Linked DNA regions of Mus musculus: region 1 is linked to region 2. A link is a contact called in public promoter capture Hi-C data. All regions are on one chromosome and are shown on one strand. The core of a region is the stretch at or near the end of the contact, and the rest is flanking DNA. Distances in the headings are between cores, read along the strand shown. Region 1 holds the start of Zfp239 (zinc finger protein 239). Region 2 holds the start of Washc2 (WASH complex subunit 2`).

Region 1 (5,332 bases), core at 2,663-5,162, 1.7 Mb before region 2:
TAATCCATGAGTTTGAGGGTCCCAAGATATCATCTCATTAAGAAGAGGGAGAAGAGAAGAAATCCAGCTTAAATCCGGGATAATGACCTCCTTCCCTCTCTTTCATGATAGGGTCTTATTAATTATAGAGCTCAGGCTGGCCTTGAACTTGTGATTACGCCGACATCTGAGTGCTGGGAGGATAGACATTTGCCACCACTCCTGGATGCACTACTTACTTATGAAGAACGGCCTGGATCTAGAAAATACAAGGTTCACTTCTGCCGCTGCAGCCCTTCTCTGCAGCTTAGTCACAGTTCTTCCTTAGTCATCACAGTTCTGCAGTGGCATGAAATGCCAGCATCAGAGCAGGAACGATCCATCCACCACCCGGACGTCAACCTTGAGGGACTTTCTACCTGTGGTTTTATGGAGAAAATGGAAAGCTGGGGAAGGCCTGAAGTCGAAAAGACTATCACTGTCTGTCTGTCTGTCTGTCTGTCTGTCTGTCTGTCTGCCTGCCTGCCTGCATGTCTCTCAAGCTAGGGTATCACTATGTAGTCCTGTCTAGCATGGAACTCACTCTCTAGAACAGGCTGGCCTGAACTCAGAGATCTGCCTGCCTAAGCCTCCCAAGGGCTGGGATTAAAGCAGTGTGCCACCACCGCCTGGCAACTGTTTGGCAATTTAAAATTTTATTATAACTACATATGCAGACATGTTGATGAAAGAGGACAGGACAATCAGAGCATAAAAGATCTAATTAGGCAACTCATCTTACCTCCCATTAGAATCACCGGCAGTAAGCATATGTGGAGATATTTCACAATAACACTGGGTGCATGGAGATCGGGAGAATGAGAGAGGAGTTGTGTGTTCTTTCCAGCAGGGCTAGGGATCAGGAGTTTTAAAAACCACCACCTGGTTTTGATGCACCTTTTCAGGCATGACTTTGTGGCCACTGAGCAGCTGTTTAACTAAATTCCTCATGTCCTTCACTTTCACAGCGAACAATGATCACTGTTAACACACATGACACTTGCTTTCGCGTAGCTGCAACCAAATACCCAAATGAACAATTTAAGGAGAGATTTGAGTCACAATTCTAGACCCCCATCGTGGTAGGGCATTGTGAGAAACATGCTGTTCAGCTGATGGCAGGCATAAAGTAGGGTGGAAGAGTAGGAGAGAGCCAGGTCAAGGTAAGACTCTCAAGGCTGTGCTTCAAGCCAGTGACCTGCTTCCTCCACCCAGGCTCCACCTTCCACACAATTCTACCACCTTCCAATAGTCTCAAGGGTTTTGTTGTTGTTGTTGTTGTTTTTTCGAGACAGGGTTTCTCTGTATAGCCCCGGCTGTCCTGGAACTCACTCTGTAGACCAGGACAGAGTATTTTATTGAGTATTTTTGCATTGATATTCATAAGGGAAATTTGTCTGAAATCCTCTATCTTTGTTGGATCTTTATGTGGGTTTAGGTATCAGAGTAATGAATTAGGTAGAGTACCTTCTACTTCTCTTTTGTGGAATAGTTTGTGCAGAACTGGAATTAGATCTTCTTTGAAGGTCTGATAGAACTCTGCACTAAACCCATCTGGTCCTGGGCTTTTTTTTTTTTTTTTTTTGGTTGGGAGACTATTAATGACAGCTTCTATTTCTTTAGGGGATATGTTTAGATCATTAACTTGATCCTGGTTTAACTTTGGTACCTGGTACCTGTCTAGAAATGTGTCCATTTCATCCAGGTTTTCCAGTTTTGTTGAATATAGCCTTTTGCAGAAGGATCTGATGGTGTTTTGGATTTCTTCAGGATCTGTTGTTATGTCTCCCTTTTCATTTCTGACTTTGTTAATTAGGATACTGGCCTCGAACTCAGAAATTCGCCTGCCTCTGCCTCCCAAGTGCTGGGATTAAAGGCGTGTGCCACCACACCCGGCTAGTCTCAAGGTTTTTTTTTTTTTTTTTTTTAAGATTTATTTATTTATTATATGTAAGTACATTGTAGCTGTCTTCAGACACTCCAGTAGAGGGAGTCAGATCTCGTTACGGATGGTTGTGAGCCACCATGTGGTTGCTGGGATTTGAACTCTGGACCTTCGGAAGAGCAGTAGGGTGCTCCTACCCACTGAGCCATCTCACCAGCCCTAGTCTCAAGGTTTTAATCCACAATGAAACATCCCAGAGGCTAGAGCCCTAGTGATCCAATACTCTCTGGAAACACCTTTAGAGACTCAGGAAGAAGTGTGCTTCACTAATTCCTAGGAATCTCTCAGTTCAATTATCAGTCAAGATTAATCATCATATGTATGATGGCTACATATAATCTGCTCACCAAGAACATGAGTTCTTTGATGAAAAGCTTCAGTTTATATTCTTTTTTTTTCCTACTTAGCATTAGACTGGGCATATACTAACTTGGAATGATCTCCAACAAGCTACAGTTTTGATCTCACGTAAGGAGGTCAAATCCTTAGGAGGTAGGACCTAGTAGGAAGAATGTAGGTCACTGGGGATGCACCCTTAAAGTGATATTGGGATCCAGGTCTTTCCCACATGAGGTGAACCAAACTCTGTTTCATAGGTCCAAAACTGAGTCAAGTAATGACAGACTAAAACGATGGAACTTTGAGCAGACAAATCTTTGCTCTTTACAAACTCATTACCCAAGATATTTTGGTCTTAACAACGAAGAGTAACTCGTGGAACATACACCGAGTGAAATGTACGATAGGAGAGCCGACTTCCAGACTACAGGGAGAAAATGCTCCATAGAGCCTTTCAGAAGAGCTTGGTTGGATGTTTTGAGTACTTCACAAGGTGGCAAGGCAGTGTAGTGAGAATTAACATAGAACTTCCGGGTCAGCAGACCCAATGCTGAACCAGTTGATACCGTTTGCTAGATACATATTGTAAGGTCCCAAATGCTCTCGTTCCCTTGTATAAAATACCAATCTCACAATGAAGCTTGGCAATAAAGAGAAAGACCACAAGGACCTCACTCTAGGCAAATACTCAATGCTGATTTCCTAGTTTGTTCTAAGAAAGAAAAGCTGTATCTAGCTCAGAGATGAGGCATTTTTGGTGAAAGAAACTGCAAGTCACCTGAAGCATGGTCATATTTTCAGGGAGGGGCAGATTCTGCCTAGGGTAGTTCTGACATGCCCATCTCCTCAGACCAACCTATTTCAATACTGAAGTTCTGGAGTGGGTGTTCTCAGGTTCTGTGCATCTTCTCACTGCGTGCATTACAGCTACCCAGTATCCCTTGCCAGACCGTCCTCTCAGAAATCTGACTGGTTTCTAGGTCGCAGAGGGGAGGGCTGTGCAGCGGAAACCTTAGTACTCTTAGGGGTCTCTTCTAGGAGCCTCTCTCATGGTCTCCTGATGTCCAGCAACATCATCATTGGACCCACCCAGGTCAGAACTTGGTCAAGCAAGAGGAGGGTGTCTACGGAGCTGCGGTTTGCTCTGCTGCAGGGGCCTGGCCCTCCGTGAGGGTGGCCTGGTGCACGGGGTGTTACTGGGGGTTTGGGGGTTACCGTGGCTGCTAGCACGTGGGATCGCAGCCGCAAGGAGCCTTCCCAGCCTCGGAGCCTGGCTCCGAGTGGTAATGCCCCCTAGTTTGGACCAGGACACCGCTGCCCACCCCTGGGGCAGCCCAGCTCTGCTCACCTCTTGTAGGTAGAACCCACACCTGGTAACGCAGGACTCCCGAGCATCATCGAGGATTCGAACTACAAGTCCCAGAAGGCTGCGGGCAGGAAAGCGCTACTTCCGAGCTCACTTCCGGCGACGATGGGCTCACTCTTGTGAGCCCCCAGTTTGAGGTTGTGGTTGGCCCTGAATAGTTCAAGTTGTTGTGCACTCTTTTCGTTGCAGACACATACAGTTTTAAAATACTCCCCCAAGGTGTCTTTTACTTGTTATGATGATGCTAGAGGGTAAAAAATCATTATAAAATTGTCTTCAGCCTTAAAAATATTCTGAAGCTGTTAATAACCACTTTAAGTGAATAGTGTGGTATATGTATTCACAGCATGTAATCTCATCACTAGGGCCGAGGAAGGAGGTTTGTGAGTTCGAGAAGCCCGTGTCGAAATTTAAAAAAGAAAGAAAAGAATCGATCACTGGTTACTCCATGCTCTTATCTTTGGAGTACAGTCTCCAGATATTTATTGCGCAGGTCACCAACGCCTGTAATTCTAACTCCAGTGATCCCTACACCCTCTTCTGGACTCAGGCGCCTGTGTTCATGTACAATGTGTTCATGTGTACAAACCTACACACACACAAACTTAAAAACAGAATATTTTTAAGAATCAACAATAATGTATTTGGATATAAAGAACTAAAAACTGGATCATAAGGTTGACTTAATAGATCAGTGAACTTCCAAACCCAAAAAATAATTTTAATCATAAAATAGCCACCCCTCCAGAAATTGATGCCATTAAATCTGAAAGAAAATGTCAACGAAATTCTAAGGAATCAATAGTATTAAATGTCGCTAAGTTTCACTTACCAACAGGATTTCAGAGTGTTTTCTGAGTGTGCAGTCGTCTCCCAAAAGGATCTCTAGGTAAACCTGTGACATTAACATCCAATCTGTAGCCCACATGGTCCCCAGGAACGTTGTGAAAGCCCATCACAAAACTCTTAAACCTCAGACTTGAGACTTCTTTTTACAAATATCTTTTGTTCATATATTTCCCTCTGTGTGTGTAAGCCCTTCCCCCGTGGGTGTGGCCATCCGAGGACAACTTGCAGGAGTCACCTCCTTCCTTCTTCTCCGTGGATCCTGGGGATTGATCGCAGTCTGGCAGGATTGGCTGACAGGCACCCTAACCAGAACAGCCCGATTGTTCTTCTGAATGTGGCCTTTGTAAAGGACAGTGGTGTGTCACAGAAGGTTGGACACACTGTTTTGTTTTGTTTTATAAAGATTTAATTATTTATTATAGGATTACACTGTAGCTATCTTCAGACACTCTAGAAGAGGGATTCAGATCTCATTATGGATGGTTGTGAGTCACCATGTGGTTGCTGGGAATTAAACCTTTGGAAGAGCAGTCAGTGCTCTTAACTACTAAGCCATCTCTCCAGGTCCCTGGACACACTGTTAACAGTTACCAGAGTACTGAACTTTGTTCTGCCCAGAGGGTCTTAGGTATTTCATAGCAGAAACTAGTAACAGAATGGGGCTAGGAAAGGCCGATCGTTTTAAAGTCAAGGCTATTTGGAATGCTTAAATTAGGTGTTGTGCATTCAGATAAAAATAGATTATAACATTTAAACCCAATATGTATGGTATCACTTTCCACTTTCTAGGAATCCAAGGTGCATGTTTTCTATTA
Region 2 (5,276 bases), core at 2,132-4,631:
GAATGGAAATACAGAATCCACAGAAGTAGACATACGTAAAGAACAATTTTAAAGTTTTCACAAAACCTAAGCTATGGGAAATTTTAAGAAAACTTTGCCCGAAAAAGCTAGACGAGGGAGACTAGCTAATTAAGATCTATGATCAGGAAATCAAGCTTCTCACGCCTCCTCTGCCTGAAAACAGTGTGATCTGGTACCAATCTGGTACAGGGACATGGAGTACAAAAGAAAACTTCCCAAATTTGTTCCTTGCCTGATCTACAGCTACAACATTAACTACAAGAAGAGCTGAGCATCTGACATAGCAAGAAAAGCGCACGCTAAGAACTACACATAAGAGCAGCACATAAGGGCAGGAGAGATGGCTCCATGGTTACGAGCACTGGCTGCGCTTCCAGAGGTCCTGAGTTCAATTCCCAGCAACCACATGGTGGCTCATGACCATCTATGAAGGGATCTTCTGGCATGACTCCTACACTTAAAAAAAAAAAAAGACATAAATAAACTTTAAAACTTATAAACAAAACAAAACAAAAAGAACAGCACATAAAACTATCCACTCCAGCTTGATGAGAAGTGATGGGGGCTGCTGTCATCAACAAAGGAGAGTACAGTCCCCTAACTGATCCTTCCAGGGAGAAAAGTGCTCAGGCTGACCAGCCAGGTTCTGTGCACATCAAAGAGTATCCTCAGGTTGAGCATGCCAATCCAAAACTCTGAAACCCAAACAATGGCATGACATTCAAAAAAGTTTGGACATGGGGCTGTTTGAACTTAGGGATGCTGAACCTGTAAGGTCTCTGTAGATCCTACATCCTAAAAACCTGAAATCTGAGCAACTTCTAGCCCCAGTATCCCAGAATTTGCACACCCATCTGCATGGGTTTACTTGAATTCATGTTATGTTTCAAACCCATTGCCATTAAAGAAAATAATTGGTGGCCTAGTCAGCTCAGTGAGCCAGGTAGGCTGGCACAGGCAGCACTGAACAAGAGTCCTCACCAAACCCCATGTCTCAAACAAGATGGAATGTGAGGTATGGCACTCCAGTTCACACTATTAAATTATGCAAACATGCATCAGCAACAGCCTACTTGGCACTCTGCTGCTTTTACAATCCCAAATCACGGGGTTATGATCTTAAACATTTATGAAATTGTTTAATAATCCTCATCTAATAATTTCAGGATGCTGTGGACTTGAGTAATTCTCTTCTCACTGCTGGGTGTAGGGCTGTAAGCCTGTAACCTCAGAGGTGAGAATTTCTCTCCAAATTCAAGGCCAGCCTGGTCTATATAGCAAGTTCTACACTAGTCAGAACTAATCCTGAGCTGCTAAAAAAAAAAAAAAAAAAAAATACAACCGCCCCCCCCCAATGCCTTTCTACAAATTAATTCAGAAAAATATTCTTGGATCAGATGAACTAAGCTCCCCCCACAGCCCCCCACCCCACCCCCTGTTCTCAATACATTCCTTTCCCTTTGCTAGATGGCTCCAGGCATGCCTGCGTCTTTTCTATTGTAATTCTACCAAGATAATTTATCTGTGTATTCCTAGCAGATTGCAGGAACTCACTATGAAAACAAAATTCACATACACTTTAGTTAAAGGCCAGCAGCATTTGTACTGGTGACTCTGTGTCATATATTCATCCAAATTGAAAAACTGGTGCTGGCGGGACAGTAGTGGCCCACACCTTAAATCTCAGTACTTGGGAGGCAGAGGCAAGTAGATTTCTGTAAGTTCCGGGCCAGCCTGGTCTACAGAGTGAGTTCCAGGACGGTCAGGGCTACACAGAGAAACCCTGTCTCAAACAAACAGAAGGAGAAAAAAGAAAAGGAAGAAAAAGAAAACTGTAGATGACGAAATGCAAAGCAGACATCTGCATTCACTTACACAACTGAGGGAGACATGATGGACCTACATAAAGTCTCTAGGGACTGAAGGCAAAAGTGGGGCACGTGAGGCCAAGCCAGGCTTAGAGCTGACCATACTGAATGAGCACAGTGGCTTTTTTGAGAGGCACACAACTCTGCTCAAATGGTAATTGCCCTCAAAACTAAAAACAGAAAAACCAGCACGAGGCAAACCTTATTATTAGATGTTTTTAAAGGTTTGTAAAACCCATGAACTTTACTGATAAAAGACACTGATTTCAGAGAAAGGAGCTTCAGTTACCAAGAACCAATCTATCCACCAAAACTTAGAAGAGAACCTTATTATCATTATAAATGACAATAGTTCTTACTCCCCAAAAGGGATTATTCGAAAGTCAGATACCATAAAACAACTCACATTCTCAATGAACTGGGTATTAGACAGCATGAGGAAGTCATTGAACACATTATGCAGACGACAATGTGTGGCTTTGGTCTCCTGAATTAATCCATCCACCTGCTTCTTGATTTCATGAGTCCTGGAGATAGTCTGCTGTGAGAATTCCTGTAGAAACTGTAGTAGCTATTTTGAAAAGAAACATACACAAGTATCAACACTACATGTGATTTAAAGCAAAACAAACAAACAAAAAACCCCTCCCCTTTTGCCCCTATGTTAAGAAAAAGGGATGATACTGTTGATCTAAGGTCAGGTGACCCTGGAAAGCATTAAGAAAGCTCATCAGATAAGTTTGTCCAGAACACAAAACCAGTATCACATTTCTACAGGGATTTAAAGCCCTGTTTGGTTGTCACGCTCCAGAGACCACATAGTGTGACAAAACACCCCAAATCCCACTTGTATGAAAGTTCTGAGCTCTTAGGTCCCGAAGTGAGCAGATCTACTCAAAAATATGTGCTGCCCCATTTAGCCCCAGTTCTAATACAGAAGGGCCTCCGTAGAGACAAAGCAGTCCTTGGAGAGGGCAGAAACAGAATCTGCTCAGCAGGATGGCGTGGAGGGCAAGGTTGAAAAGCCACTGCACGGAAGGAAACCCGCGTCTGCGCGGCAGAGTGCTGGGTAGAAGCCCACAGGGCCGCCCTCCCCGGTGTCTGAGATTGCGCCTTTGAATACTGGAGGAAGCGTGTCCCCGAGGAGGGGTAACTACAACTCTGTCCCTCCCTTGGCCCCGGGTCCCCCGCTCACACCGGCGTCAGCCGCCAGAGACCAGTTCTGACTGCTGCGGCGGATCTCCTCCACCGACCAGGGCCGTTCCCACACCGGCTCGGATGCCGGAGGCCGCTCCGAGTCGGGGCTCGTCCGGTTCATCTACAGCGAGAAGGACAAAAAGAAGAGCTGAGTCTGGGGCGAAGGATCCAGCCCTGCCCTCCTGGGCCGCCGTCCTCACCACGATGACACCGCCACTCAGCAAGCTCCAAAGTGACTACGGGAGTGGCTACTACACTGCCCACCCAGCGCGGTGGTAATCACATGGTTCACGTCACGTGATGGTGTCCTCACGTGACCTGGGGCGCAGCCTCTGATCGGGAGCTATGGGTTAGTAGCTCCTGGGTAATTGGGTTTGACCAGAGAGAAGGTGTTTAAGCGGCCAGCTAGTGCGAAAGAGGCGGAAGGTACCAGTGGGGCCCATGCTGAGGAGTCCCGTGGCCTACCAGGTGGGAGCTGAAGAGGAAGGAGAGCGGAGGACGACTTCCTGGATGTGCGGCGGCTTTATTGATTATGCATGTGATGTGAGACTAGCCCAGGGCCACAGTGACCCTCAATGTGTACATCTGCTAACCGGTTTGGTTTCAGTTCAATGTGGATCCGCTTGAAATTCTTGAAACCCTCAGCTGAGATTCAAGGCCGGGAGGTGGAGGGGTAGAAATCGAAATCCAAAGCTCCCCTGGCTGTCCACTAGCACTTCCTTGTGAACAGACCCCTTTCTGAGTTGGTCTTGCCCAGACTGACTTTTAGAAATAACCCCTTATCTTTCCTTTTTGTGTGCCCGAGAACAAGTTACTTAGCTTCTTCTATAAGCTTTCTTCTGCATATTAAAGAAGCAATACAGCCGGGCATGGTGGCGCACACCTTTAATCCCAGCACTTGGGAGGCAGAGGCAGGCGGATTTCTGAGTTCGAGGCCAGCCTGGTCTACACAGAGAGAAACTCTGTCTCGAAAAATAAAAATAAAAAAGAAGCGATAATAGGTGTTAAAACAGATAGTGCCTGGTATATGGTGAGTGCTCACCTTAGATCTTATCATTTCTCCTGTGCAGATTATTTTTCCAACTTTCAGATTTTGCTTTGTGGCCACCTCCGTTGAAACCTCATTAAAGATTTCTCTTTGGTATGCAACTAAGACAAATGAAAACCTGCTCAGGTAAAAATCTGCAAGAATTTTCACTGTAGTGTTGATCCATACCCAGAAAGCAGAAGCAATCTAAATGTCCATCAGGTGACGAATGGATAAACAAAATGCTGTAGAACCACGCAATTCACCAAAAGAAATAAAATGCTGATATATGATAGGGCATGAATTAACCTAGAAATACTTCAATTGAAAGAGGTCAGTCATATACATGAGCACAGGTTATTCTATTTATATGAAATATCCAGAATGGATCAATCCAGAGAGAGGAAGTAGGTTGGTGGGGGCCAGGGATTGAGGAAAGAAGGGAATGGGGAGTTAACTGCTTATGAGCAAGTAGTCAGCTGTGAACTAGTAAAGCCAGGGTAAAGGCTCAGGTTGGTTTCTGTAGCATTAGTGTGATTGTATCTGTGTTGCTGTTAGGGTGAGCAGGTGTTATAGATAGACATTAGATTTAGGGTTATGATTAACATTGTGGTTATGGTGCTATTTTGGGGGTTAGGGTTAAGGTGGCTGTCTTAGTTATTTTTCTATTGTTATAATAAAAATTACCTCAGAAGCAACTCATAAAAGGAAGGGTTATAGTTAGGATTTAGTGTTACGGTTAATGCTGAGATAGTTGTGAATTATGGTTAGGAGAGCGTTAGTCTTAGGGTGAGCGTAACAGATGAAGGTTTAATTAGGATTAGGGCAGCCTTAATATTCATTACACAGCTGGGTATGGTAGCACACAATTTCTTTATCCCAACCCTGAAGAGGCATATCTAAACTGATACATGTTTGTGTGAAGGCAGCCTGGTCTTAGCTTAGTATTAGTGTTAGGGAAGGGTGTTTGACTAAGGTTAGCTTAAGAGTAGTTTTAATAGAGTTTAGAATACAGTTTGAGGTAAGCAAACCCCTTGAGACCTAATACTTGAAAGGCAGAGGTAGACAGATTATCTGTGAGTTTGAGCTCCAACTTCTCTACATAGAGAGTTCCAGGCCAGTCAGAGCTGCATGGTGGCATGATATCTCAAAAAAAAAAAAAA

Evidence for each region. Promoter capture Hi-C pulls out the DNA fragments that hold promoters and counts their contacts.
Region 1: a contact with region 2 is called in a promoter capture Hi-C map of embryonic stem cells, with 4 times the contacts expected there. The contact joins the promoter of Zfp239 here to the promoter of Washc2 in region 2. A contact is called at or near these places in 9 of 39 promoter capture datasets (the 3T3-L1 cell line, cranial neural crest, embryonic stem cells and 5 more) and 5 of 115 datasets of contacts at active chromatin or transcription factors (astrocytes, embryonic stem cells, large pre-B cells and 1 more).

What each region holds. Positions count from the first base shown.
Region 1 is chr6:117,861,461-117,866,792 of GRCm38.p6, reverse strand. It overlaps Zfp239 (zinc finger protein 239), which reads right to left and starts at 3,912. Exons shown (of 4, transcript NM_001001792.2): 1 at 3,651-3,912; 2 at 219-398.
Region 2 is chr6:116,206,138-116,211,413 of GRCm38.p6, reverse strand. Washc2 (WASH complex subunit 2`) reads right to left here and starts at 3,381. Exons shown (of 31, transcript NM_026585.3): 1 at 3,287-3,381; 2 at 3,085-3,207; 3 at 2,296-2,460. The coding sequence starts at 3,207. It overlaps 9530062K07Rik (RIKEN cDNA 9530062K07 gene), which reads left to right and starts at 3,421. Exons shown (of 4, transcript NR_131013.1): 1 at 3,421-3,512; 2 at 4,157-4,260.